Regions from separate parts of the Oryctolagus cuniculus genome. Here region 1 is linked to region 2. Evidence: chromatin contacts called from public Micro-C data. All regions are on one chromosome and are shown on one strand. The core of a region is the stretch at or near the end of the contact, and the rest is flanking DNA. Distances in the headings are between cores, read along the strand shown. Region 1 has its middle 32 kb from the start of ZC3HC1. Region 2 holds the start of UBE2H (ubiquitin conjugating enzyme E2 H).

What was found. A called contact is a pair of places that touch in the nucleus more often than the background predicts.
Region 1: a Micro-C map of ear pinna shows a contact between it and region 2, with 7 times the contacts expected there. The contact joins the enhancer-like site here to the promoter of UBE2H in region 2. A contact is called at or near these places in 2 of 6 Hi-C or Micro-C datasets (ear pinna and embryonic fibroblasts).

Annotation. Positions count from the first base shown.
Region 1 is chr3:166,169,772-166,174,594 of mOryCun1.1, forward strand. No RefSeq gene overlaps it. Among named protein-coding and RNA genes, the nearest start is that of ZC3HC1, 32 kb to the right of the region's middle. Within about 2 kb of position 2,105, at least 5 of the 8 cell types and tissues checked have an H3K27ac peak or open chromatin away from gene starts, as enhancers often do. A contact at or near this core is called in ear pinna, where this site is marked.
Region 2 is chr3:166,116,346-166,121,511 of mOryCun1.1, forward strand. UBE2H (ubiquitin conjugating enzyme E2 H) reads right to left here and starts at 3,610. Exons shown (of 5, transcript XM_008258202.4): 1 at 3,117-3,610. The coding sequence starts at 3,169.

The sequences.
Region 1 (4,823 bases), core at 855-3,354, 52 kb after region 2:
GAGGTCATGTCTTAGTCAGCAGGGCCTAACACGGCTGTCCTCCACCCGCGCCCCGCCCCTCCCGCCCTCAGGGCACTGTCTGTCCCAGGCTCACCTGTGACCCTTGCAAAGACGCTTGAGGGCCTGCGGGTGCCAGCGCAGGCCTCTGAGGAGTGGGAGGCCCCAGGCAGCCCACTGTCGGGACCCTGGCCTCAGCTGCTCCCTGGGGGCCTACAGCTCTCTCTCTGGGAGCAGCGCGAGCCTCATCCCCACGCCATAGGCTCACTGCTGGCCAACATTGCGCCGGTGGCTTCACAGCGGGCCCCATGCGAGCGCAAGTACACTGGCCAGCCAGTGGGCCTGGGAGGTGGTCCCAGCTCCCAGTCTCCTAGGGGAACAAGCTCTCCCCCCCCCCCCCCGCAGGCCCCCCAAGGCCCCCACATCTCCGCTCTGAAGCAACAGGGGCTTCTCACTTTCGGAAAAACTGTTCTCCGCCCCTCTCGTGACTTCAGGGCACTTTATTGTGAAATACAGCACCTGTCTGCTTCCTCCTTTTACTCTGGAACCCCTCTCCCCCGGGGCTGAGCCCTGCCCCAGCAGACCTGGGGGTGCAGGGAGGGGCTGGTGGGTGGGGGGCAGGGGAGGAGGCAGCTGCTGCCCTGGCTGCTGGCCACCTCTTGCTTTCGTATGGGATGCATAGAAGTCATTATCCGGGCTCTGGGGCTCTTACCCCAGGACGGAATCTGGGCTCCGGGCTGTTTGTCAGGCCCTGGCCAGGCTCTTGCTCCATTTCAGGGCCTGACTGTAGACCTAAAGTGTGTCCACCTCGCTTTCTGAGGGCAGGCCAGGCAGGAGGTGCTGGCACGGGCCTGGCTCGGCGGGCAGACGTTCCAGGCTCCCGGCAGCCTGCTGGACCAGCTCCAGGAGGGTGACTCAGGTAGGCTGTGCTGGACAAACAAGCCCGGATTCTCAGCCCAGCGGGCGAGGCCTGCCGTGAGCTCTCACTGCACCGCCGCCTCCCCGGGGTTTCCTGATGCTGCTGCACTGGCCTTGGGGCTGCACCACCAGCACCCGCGCTGTCTAAGGATGGTGTGAGGACGCCGGGTTGAACGAGCTCTACCTGGAGCAAAGACAGTCCGATGAGGAAATTCACGGCTGCCTCTTTTTCCTGACCCCCTCCCCAGGGGCCGGCGCTGCGGCCTAGCGGGTAAAGCCACTGCCTGCAGTGCCAGCATCCCCATGTGGGCGCCGGTTCAAGTCCTGGCTGCTCCACTTTTGATCCAGCTCTCTGCTATCCCATATAGGATGGGGCAGGTGTCCTGCACAGTGGTTAAGTCACCACGTAGGCCACTCTCATGCCATGGCTGAGTGTATGGTTTGAGTCACTGCTACTCTGCTTCTGTATCAGCTTCCCTGCTACTGTGCACCCTGGGAGGAGGCAGACGATGGCTCAAATGCTTGGCTCACCCCTATGGGAGACCTGGATGGAGTTCCTTGCTTCTGACTTCAGCCTGGCCCATCCCCAACTGTTGTGGGCATCCGGGGAGTGAACTAGAGAATAAAAGTGTGTGCGCTCTCTCTCTCTCTCTGGCTTTAAAATATAATGAAAATAAATAATTAAAATAAAACAAAAATGACTAGCTAACACTGAGCATTCACAATGTATAGGCACTGGTTTAAGATTAAATATATATATATTATATATATGTATTTATTTGAAAGGCAAAGTTACTGAGGGGGGAGAGGTAAAGGCAGAGAGAGGAAATCTTTCATCCGCTGGTTCACTCCTCAAGCAGCCACAATGGCCTGGTTTGGGCCAGGCAGAAGCCAGGAGCCAGGAACTTCATCTGGGTCTCCCCCGTGGGTGCAAGGGACCAAGCACTTGGGCCATCCTCCACTGCTTTCCCAGGCGCATTAGCAGGAAGCTGGATTGGAAGTGAAGCAGTTGGGAATCAAACCGGCGCCCGTCTGGGATGCCAGCATCACACCGCCAGTCCCACGGGCACTGTTCTAAGCGTCTCACACATCCCATTTAATTCTCAAAACAGCCCCACGACTAGTATTGTCCTCACCAGACAGATGCAGGCTCGGAGGAGCTGGCTCAGAAGCACACAGCCAGGGACCAGCGAGTTGAGATCTGAACCCAGACCCTGGATGTGGCCCACCTTGCTGCCTCCACCTGCCAGCTGCTGACCCCGGAGCCGGTGTTCTCAGCCTGCACAGGGGACTGTCTCTCTTGTGCTCCACCATGGGATGACAATGCAGGAAGGAGACCTAGTGGGGCCCCAGGGTTCCAGGCATAGCTCAGCTTCCATCCACCATGATTGTGGCTGTCACCTCCCCCGGTAGCACTGCAGGGGGGCGGTGGACTTATGCCATGTGGCCTTTGGCTGTCCCCGCCATCACCACTGTCCCTCTTCCTCTGGGCCACCCTGTTGTGTGGCCCCGTCTTGGTCCAGGGCAGCCCGCCACACGTGGAGGAGGGCAGTGACCAACTCATGACCGGCTGCCGCTGACTAATGGAGCCAAGCTGCTTCCCCACTCCACGCCTTGGTTTCCCCACTCGATGCAGTGGCGACAGTGACCTCTTTATGCTCGGTGCTACCACGAGTCAGGGTTAATTAGCATGAGTCACAGGCTCTGGAATCCTCACCAGCAAAGGGCCATCTGCCGGCTCTGCCGCGGCTGGGATGACGCACGGCTCTGGCTCGTGGCCCCGTGAACACATCCCCAATCCCCAAGATGCTTCACTGCTTGCTTAGCTTAGTGGGCCGGCCGTGGGGTGAGCCGGCTGCCACTCGGGGCTTTCCGTGTGCACCAGGACAGCTGCTGCCAATGGCTGGGGTGGGCATTGCAGAAAATACCCCTTGCTACTTGTGTCTCTGTTCCTAACCCTGACCTTAAATTCAGGTACATTTATTAATTCTTGCCTCCAGCCCCTCAAGGCGTATCCATGGGCTCCCTAAGGGTCATGTCAGTGCTTCTCATCTCTATTTCTGTCCCTGCCTTAGATTGAGGGGAAGCAGGCGGCTGTAGGTTGGGTTAGGAGAGAAGAAATGTAACAAATAAGGACAAAGAGTGATACTGGCGAGAACAGGCCATTTGAAAGGAAAAGAAAAAAAAAAAGCGCTCCAAAGCCCACCGCGTGGATCCGCCCAGTCTGCTATTAAGGGGATTCATGGAACGCTGGGGACATCTTGTGGCTCTGCTGGGTACTGCAGGCATTGCAGCTCGGCACCGAGAGACCACACTGTCCCTTGCATGTCAAGCAGGCTATCCCAGCTCTTGGAGACCTGGGAGACAGACTCACGATCCTTAAAGAGTGCAGATTTTCTAGTCCCTTACTGTCCGAGAAGTCCCATCTCCCCTGACATCTAGGTATACAGAAGAAAGTCTCACTTCTGCTTTCACATTCATTTCCCCTGCCTGTTAGAGAAGGAGCGACTTAGCTCCAGCAACACCAGGAAGCCCGTAACTGGGCTGGAGGCTTTCCGAGTGGCATTAAGTGCCCCAGAAGGGAGATGAAGGATGTAGGACACTGCCGAGCCTTGAGCAACTCCAGGGTGGGCTTTGTCCCCTCTGTGACAGACTGGTGGCACAAGTGGCCACTTCTTTGTCTCCTTTAACTGTGAACAAGGGGCCGACACGGGGTGCATCAGCTCAAGCCGCCACTTGCGGGACTGGTTCCATGCTGGAGCGCCGCTTCATGTCCTGGGGCTGCTCTGCTCTGGGTCCAGCGCCTTGATCGTGCGCAGGGCAAAGCAGCGGAAGAGGACCCCAAGTAGGGCCCCTGCACCCATGTGGGAGACCTGGGTGAAGTTCCTGGCTCCTGGCGTCAGCCTGGCTCAGTCATTGTGGTCATTTGGGGAGTGAACCAGTGGGTGGAAAATCACTGTCACTCTTTCAAATAAACGAATTTTTTTTTTAAACCCACATGCCAGTCTGTCGCGTGGCTGTTCGGAAGTGCACAGCCGGCTGCGTTAGCTGTGCGCACGTTCACTGCACATCAGCGTCCAGATCGTTTTCATCGCCCCTCCCCCTCCCCCTGCCCCAGCCCCTGGGAACCACATCCTGCTGTTTCTAGGAGTCTGACCACTAGACATTTCACGGAAGAATCAGAGACCTTCCAGGACTGGCTGACATCCTCCAGGTGCACCCCCCGCTGCAGTGTGGGGGCAGGACCCCTTCATTTAAAGATCGAATACTCTGCCACTGTTATGTGCAAACCACACGCTCCTCCATCCGTCCCTGGACACCCAGGCTGCCTCCACATCTTCGCTGTGTGCCGCAAGGAACATGGGCGTGCTGCCGTTTCTTTTTTGACATCTGTGAAGACTCAATGCAGAACGGGTTAACTGGGGGTGGGCACTGTGGCACAGCCGGCCAGGGCACCACGTGAGATCCCCCATCCCGTACCAGAGTGCTGGTCCAAGGTTACTCCACTTCCCAGCAGGCTTCCTGCTAGTGCATCCTGGGAGGCTGCAGATGGCGGCCCAACTCCTCAGGCCCCTGCCACCCACGGGGGAGGGATCAGGCTGGGATTTGGGGCACTTGGCAAACCCTGGCTGTAGCAGCCATGTGGGGAGAGAAAAAGCAGACGAAGATTGCTCTTTCTGCCTTTCAAGTGCATGAAAATAAAATTTTAAAAAATTTACAAAAGCAGAGAATGGCTGGCTGGGTCCCACTCTGGAGCACAGGTGGACGACGGTGACTTGGAAGGAAGGGGCGCAGAGCCCTGATTCTCGTATCGGTTGAGGAACCGGAACTTCCCCGCGTGGTCTGTGAACTGTGGGAAACACTCACCATCCAGCATGAGCTAGCTAGCAACAAAGAACACTGCTCAA
Region 2 (5,166 bases), core at 2,360-4,859:
CCATTCCACAAGATTCAGGCTAACTGCAAGTTTTTTAGTTGTTGCTTTTGGTGGTTTTTTTTTTTTTTTTTTTGGGGGGGGGGGATTCCTACAGCACCCAAAAGTCATGAAAATCAGTTTCTAGGCTCCTGGGGAGGTTTGCACAACCCTTAGCAGAGGATCAGGAGAGAAACAATGAATGAGTCAGAGTTTCAGAACATAATCGCCCAGCAGATTAAATGCATTGGTGCAAAACACTCACTCCCTGCATAACTTGGGAGTCAGCTCTCCTCCAACCAACCCATCACAAAAGAAGTATCGTTGACTCCAAACAACCAGAGCCAGTCTCTCCCATGAACCTGGCAAGGTGGTGGGAGGCAGTGGCCAATTAGTTACACAGCCTCTTCGCTCGCTACCCCCACACGGCTTCTTCCCTACTCTGTAGGCTCCCTTGCCAGGCTGTAAATCCTGGTGGTGTAATTGCGCTCAGGAGACACCCAAAAATGGGCTGAAAGAGGAGACTGCAATGAAGCCAGCTATCAGCCTCCACACCAAGGAAACCATCCAGGAGCAATGAGGGGCAGCAGGCATTACACATTCCTGCAAACCTTTTCTTTCTACTTCCTCTCAACCATCTTTCATTTTCAACCCCCGGCCCTTTCACACAATTGCACACGTTTTAGTAGTGGGTTGGGGAATTCTCCTGAACCGAACCGTTTTTGCTAAATATACCTTGTACTCAAAAAAAAAAAAAAAAAAAAAAGAATTATTGGCTCCCTTTGGGCCTACTGAGGCAAATTCAACAGGGAAAAGGAGGCCACAAAATCCCTCACCCCTACCACACACACACACACACACTCGAAAATTTTAACTTCCAAACTATGCGAGATCAGAAAATCACACACACAAAGCTGACCTCCGGCCTCCCCGCTATCTGCCATCTACTGCCATCTACGAGACCCGCGATTTTAAAGCCGCCCCTGCTTTCTTTTGTCAGAAAGGAGGAAGGTGGGGAAAGAACAGAAGGCCAGAGCATCTTTGCCTTTCTTCATCTTCTACTAAAAATAAGCTATGAAATAAGCCACTTAGGGGAAAAGAAAAAAAAAGACACCCTGCTGTTCTTTGTCTGTTTTCTTCTCCCTCTGTCCCCCCTCCCCGCCCCACTCCTAAATGCCGTAATCATTCTAGATGCCACAACTACTCAATGAACAAAAGGCACCGTATGGAAAAGGCATCAGGTCAAGTTAGGCCTCACTCTTTTCCTCAATCTGTTAAAAATTTATGTACGTACATAATCTGACATCGATCACAAACAGCTGGAATTCTCTGCCCCCCATCCCAATCACACATTAAGTAGAAATTTGCATTAGGTGTGACAGTAACTCTCAATTCAAGGTAAAAATAACTCATTTCTACCACCATGTCATTTCCTAGTTTCTAAACAAAAATAAAACCCAAAACTGCTTTGTCTAAAATACACCCACAGTCATAGTTACAACCTTATAAAACTCCAATATTACTGGTATCATTCACATATTGACAAAACAATCCCAGCCATAAACACCTCACAGTTGATTTCACTTGTGCCTAGCCATGTGTTATTTGCACATTATACTCTATCACTTGCTTGTGTCTAATCCCTATGCCCACCCCCCAAAATCTTAAAACTCCAAACCCTAAACTCAGAAGTTCACCTACTGTTCCTAATTCCTAGCCAAGTCTTCCCTGGGTGAGGAGAAAAACATCTTAACAAAAAGATTATTAAAAAAAAAAAAAAAAACAGTAATAATCTCTTGCCCAGGCAACTTCCCTCCCATCCCCCACCTCCAAACCATATGCAAAAACTACTTTTAAAAACTTCTGCAGATCCCATCACTGAGTGTTTGACCATCATCTATCCCTACAAAGAAGTAAAACAGTCGATCGGAAATGGCAACAAATAAAAGCCAGGAAGAATTCACCTGAAGAATCTGGCCCGGCAACCTGAGTTATATAAACAAAACCCTGCAACAGGGGGCAATGGGGGGGATGGGGTGAGGGCCAAAGACAAACAGGAGACACTTTTTTTTCTTAAACAGCCTTTCACACCCTACCCCCTAACCCCCCCCTCCCCAGGGCTTAGTTGTTCCCCACATGAGGGCCCCCCTCAATCTCTAACTTATCCCCTCCAAAGCCAGATTCCTTGATTTGTCACAGGAACTTTCGCGAATTTCTCTAGCTGGTCATGAAATAATCAGCCTGGACTCCAACCAGAACCCTTGCCTGCTGGGGGGGGTGGGGGGCTCCCCCCCACTGCAACCTCCAGGGAGAATAAAGTTGGGGCGGGGGCAGGGCGAGTACTCCCCAGGAACCTTAGCCTCACGCGGGGAGTTCTGCTTGGGTGGGTGGTTCTCGGGGGGCTGTCTCCTAGGGAGGCCTGCTCTCCCTGCCCCCAGCTGTCACAGCCACAACATGGAGGGAGGCTGGCCGCAGGGCCCGGGGGTCCTCACCGCACGCGAGCACGGGTGGGATAGGCTTTGTCAGGAGGGTCCTGCCAGGACCAGCCACCGCACCAGGAGTCCCTCATTTAAAAAACACACCGAGCTCTTTATTAGCAAAGGGGGCCCTGCGCCGACTACTCTCTTCCTAATATAGAAAGGAATTAGGGATAAAGAAGGTCGCTGGAGTTACCCCAGTTCAAGAGGCATTGTGAGAGCAGGGAATGGGGGCATCTACAGGGAGAAAGGCCTCCCTCTCGGGAAATGTCTGCCTGGAGTCCCGAAATACAGAGCGAACAAACAGAAAAGAGAGACCCTGACGGTGGGCCCAGCGGTAGACAGAGTGAGGCGGCTGGTCCTGGGGGAAGAAAAAAAAAAAAAAAAAAAGAGGCCGTATTGGGAGCCCCAAAGAAAAGTCACGGGCGCTGGAGGGGCGGGGGGGGGGGTTGCAGGAAGAGCAGGAGCTACGCATATTGTGGGGTGCTGCAGATAAAGGGGAGCTGAACAGGCCCTCGCTTCCTGGGAGGCGCCGGGAGCCGCCGTGGGCGCCGCGGGAGGAGGGGGCAGTGGCCTGGGGTGCCCCGGGGCCCTCGGCCGAGCCTCAGGGGTCCCCACGCCGGCCCCCCCACCACAGCCACGATCCCCCGCCTCGAAGGATACAGCTTGACCACGTCCGTGTCCATCCGCCTCTTGCCGGGACTGGGGGATGACATGGTGTCGCCGCCGCCTCCCCGTCGCCTGCGCCGCCGCTGCCTCTCTCCGGTCCTCGGCCCCGTCTGTCAAGGGCCCGGCCCCGGCTCTGAGGAGCCCGCGGCCGCGCCGGCTCCTCGGCGGAGGTGGCAACACCCCCGATCCCGTCGGGTCCCGTCGGGTCCCGTCAGCCGCCGCCGCCGCCCCCCGCACGGGGGAACACCGGCCCGGTTCGGCCGAGTGGGGGTGGGGACCCCGCGGCGCCCGGCTCCGCCGCTCTCTCCGGCTGTGGGGCCGCCCCGGCGCCCCGCCGCGCCACGCTCCCTCCGGCCCGCTCTAGCTCGCTCGCCCGATCGCCACTCGCCCGCGCACCCCTCGCCGACTCCTGGCAGCCTGCACGACAGGCGGACGACTCCTGCTCGGTCGGCCTCTCTACCCCAGCCTCGCTCTGGACGCCGTGACGTCACCTCTGTGACGTCATCCGAGGGGCGGGCCCGGACGGCGAGAGGGGTGGGGCGCCGCCGCGCCGTGGGCTTTCCCGGGGACTTATGGGATATGTAGTTCCTCTTTCTCCTGCCCTCTCCGTCCTCTGTCCCCTCCCCCCAACCTTCCCCACACACTTTGTCGCTCAACCGCCAATGTGTTACCGTCGTCCTAGACGTTCATAGTAAATAATGGCAACGTTATGACACCCGCGTGTGTTTTAGGGAATGAACCGCCTTCGCACACAGTCGGCTTTAAAGGCTGTTTATTTGATTTGGGGGAGGCCAAAGTGGCAATTATTCAGACAGACGCCCAGATCTGGAAAGCCCCTGCCCTCCTCAGGTGAAGAGAATTTGCAGGATTGCAGAGGAGAGCAAGGCTTCCCCGCAGTTTGCAAATCAGGGCCATTACCTTTCACGTGTTCAAGGCCACGATTTCAAGGATCAGAGTGGAGGCAGCAAGGTGGTAAGGCCAGAAACAACTTAGAACTAACACCCTTATTCAGAATTTGAGATCACAAGGTGAGCGACCCCTAGAAGCTGGGACGGCTCGAATATGCTAGAGTTCACGGCAAAGATTCTCCCATCCTCCAAACGCCTGCACGCACCTCTTACACTGCCTCGGTATCAATAAATAATAATAATTAAGCCCCTCCTGGGGGCTCTCACTTTGGGGGACACGAGGCTATCGTGAGGAACTAAACAAGGCTAAACGCGCACAGCCCTCCCAGTCTGTGTGAGCTACGGCATGAACGTCACCTGGGAACTTGTTAGAAATGCAGACGTGAGCTTCCCCTCAAACCTATGAAATTAGGAGGTGCAGCTTAACAAGCTCCCCAGGTGATCCCTGTGCACAGTGAAGCTGGAGAGACAAAGAGGGCAGGAGACAGGGTTCCAGGCATCGCCCATATCCATGTCAGCTTTCCTGAAGTTTCCAGCTGTCCCCTTGCTCCTGTGAATCCACTTGTACTTTGTCAGCCCCTGTGCTGGGGGCTGTGTCCGCTTACGTAACTGCCTACACACAACGCGTGCACCTGGGCCAGCAGCCATCGGTGAAGTTGAATATTGTCTGCTCCTACAGTCCCATCCCTCAAAAGGCCTGGCTATTTTTTTTTTTCACTGCTAAATGTATATAACGTAAAATTTAGCATTGCAGTATGTAACTCGGAAGCATTAAATAGATTCACCGTGCTCGAAGCCATCGCTACTCTCCAGTTCCAGGACTTTTTCATCACCCCCAACAGAAACTGTGTACCCATTAAATAATAAGTCTCCATTCCCTCGGCTCTGCAGGGGGTGACCTCTCTTCTGTGTTCTGAGAACCATGGGCTATTTTAACTGCTTCCAACGGGAGTTCATGGCTCTCTCCTATGGCACACAGCACATCTATTAGGAGGAGGACATGTCTGAATGGAGAGTCCCGACCCCCTCTATCTGACCTCGCTCTTAAGGAGAGAGAAAAGCCAGAGCAGAGTTTTGTCCTCCTGATTCGGTGTCAGCTTGGTTCTCTGAGCTCCTACTGCAGCTGCCTCCTCTCC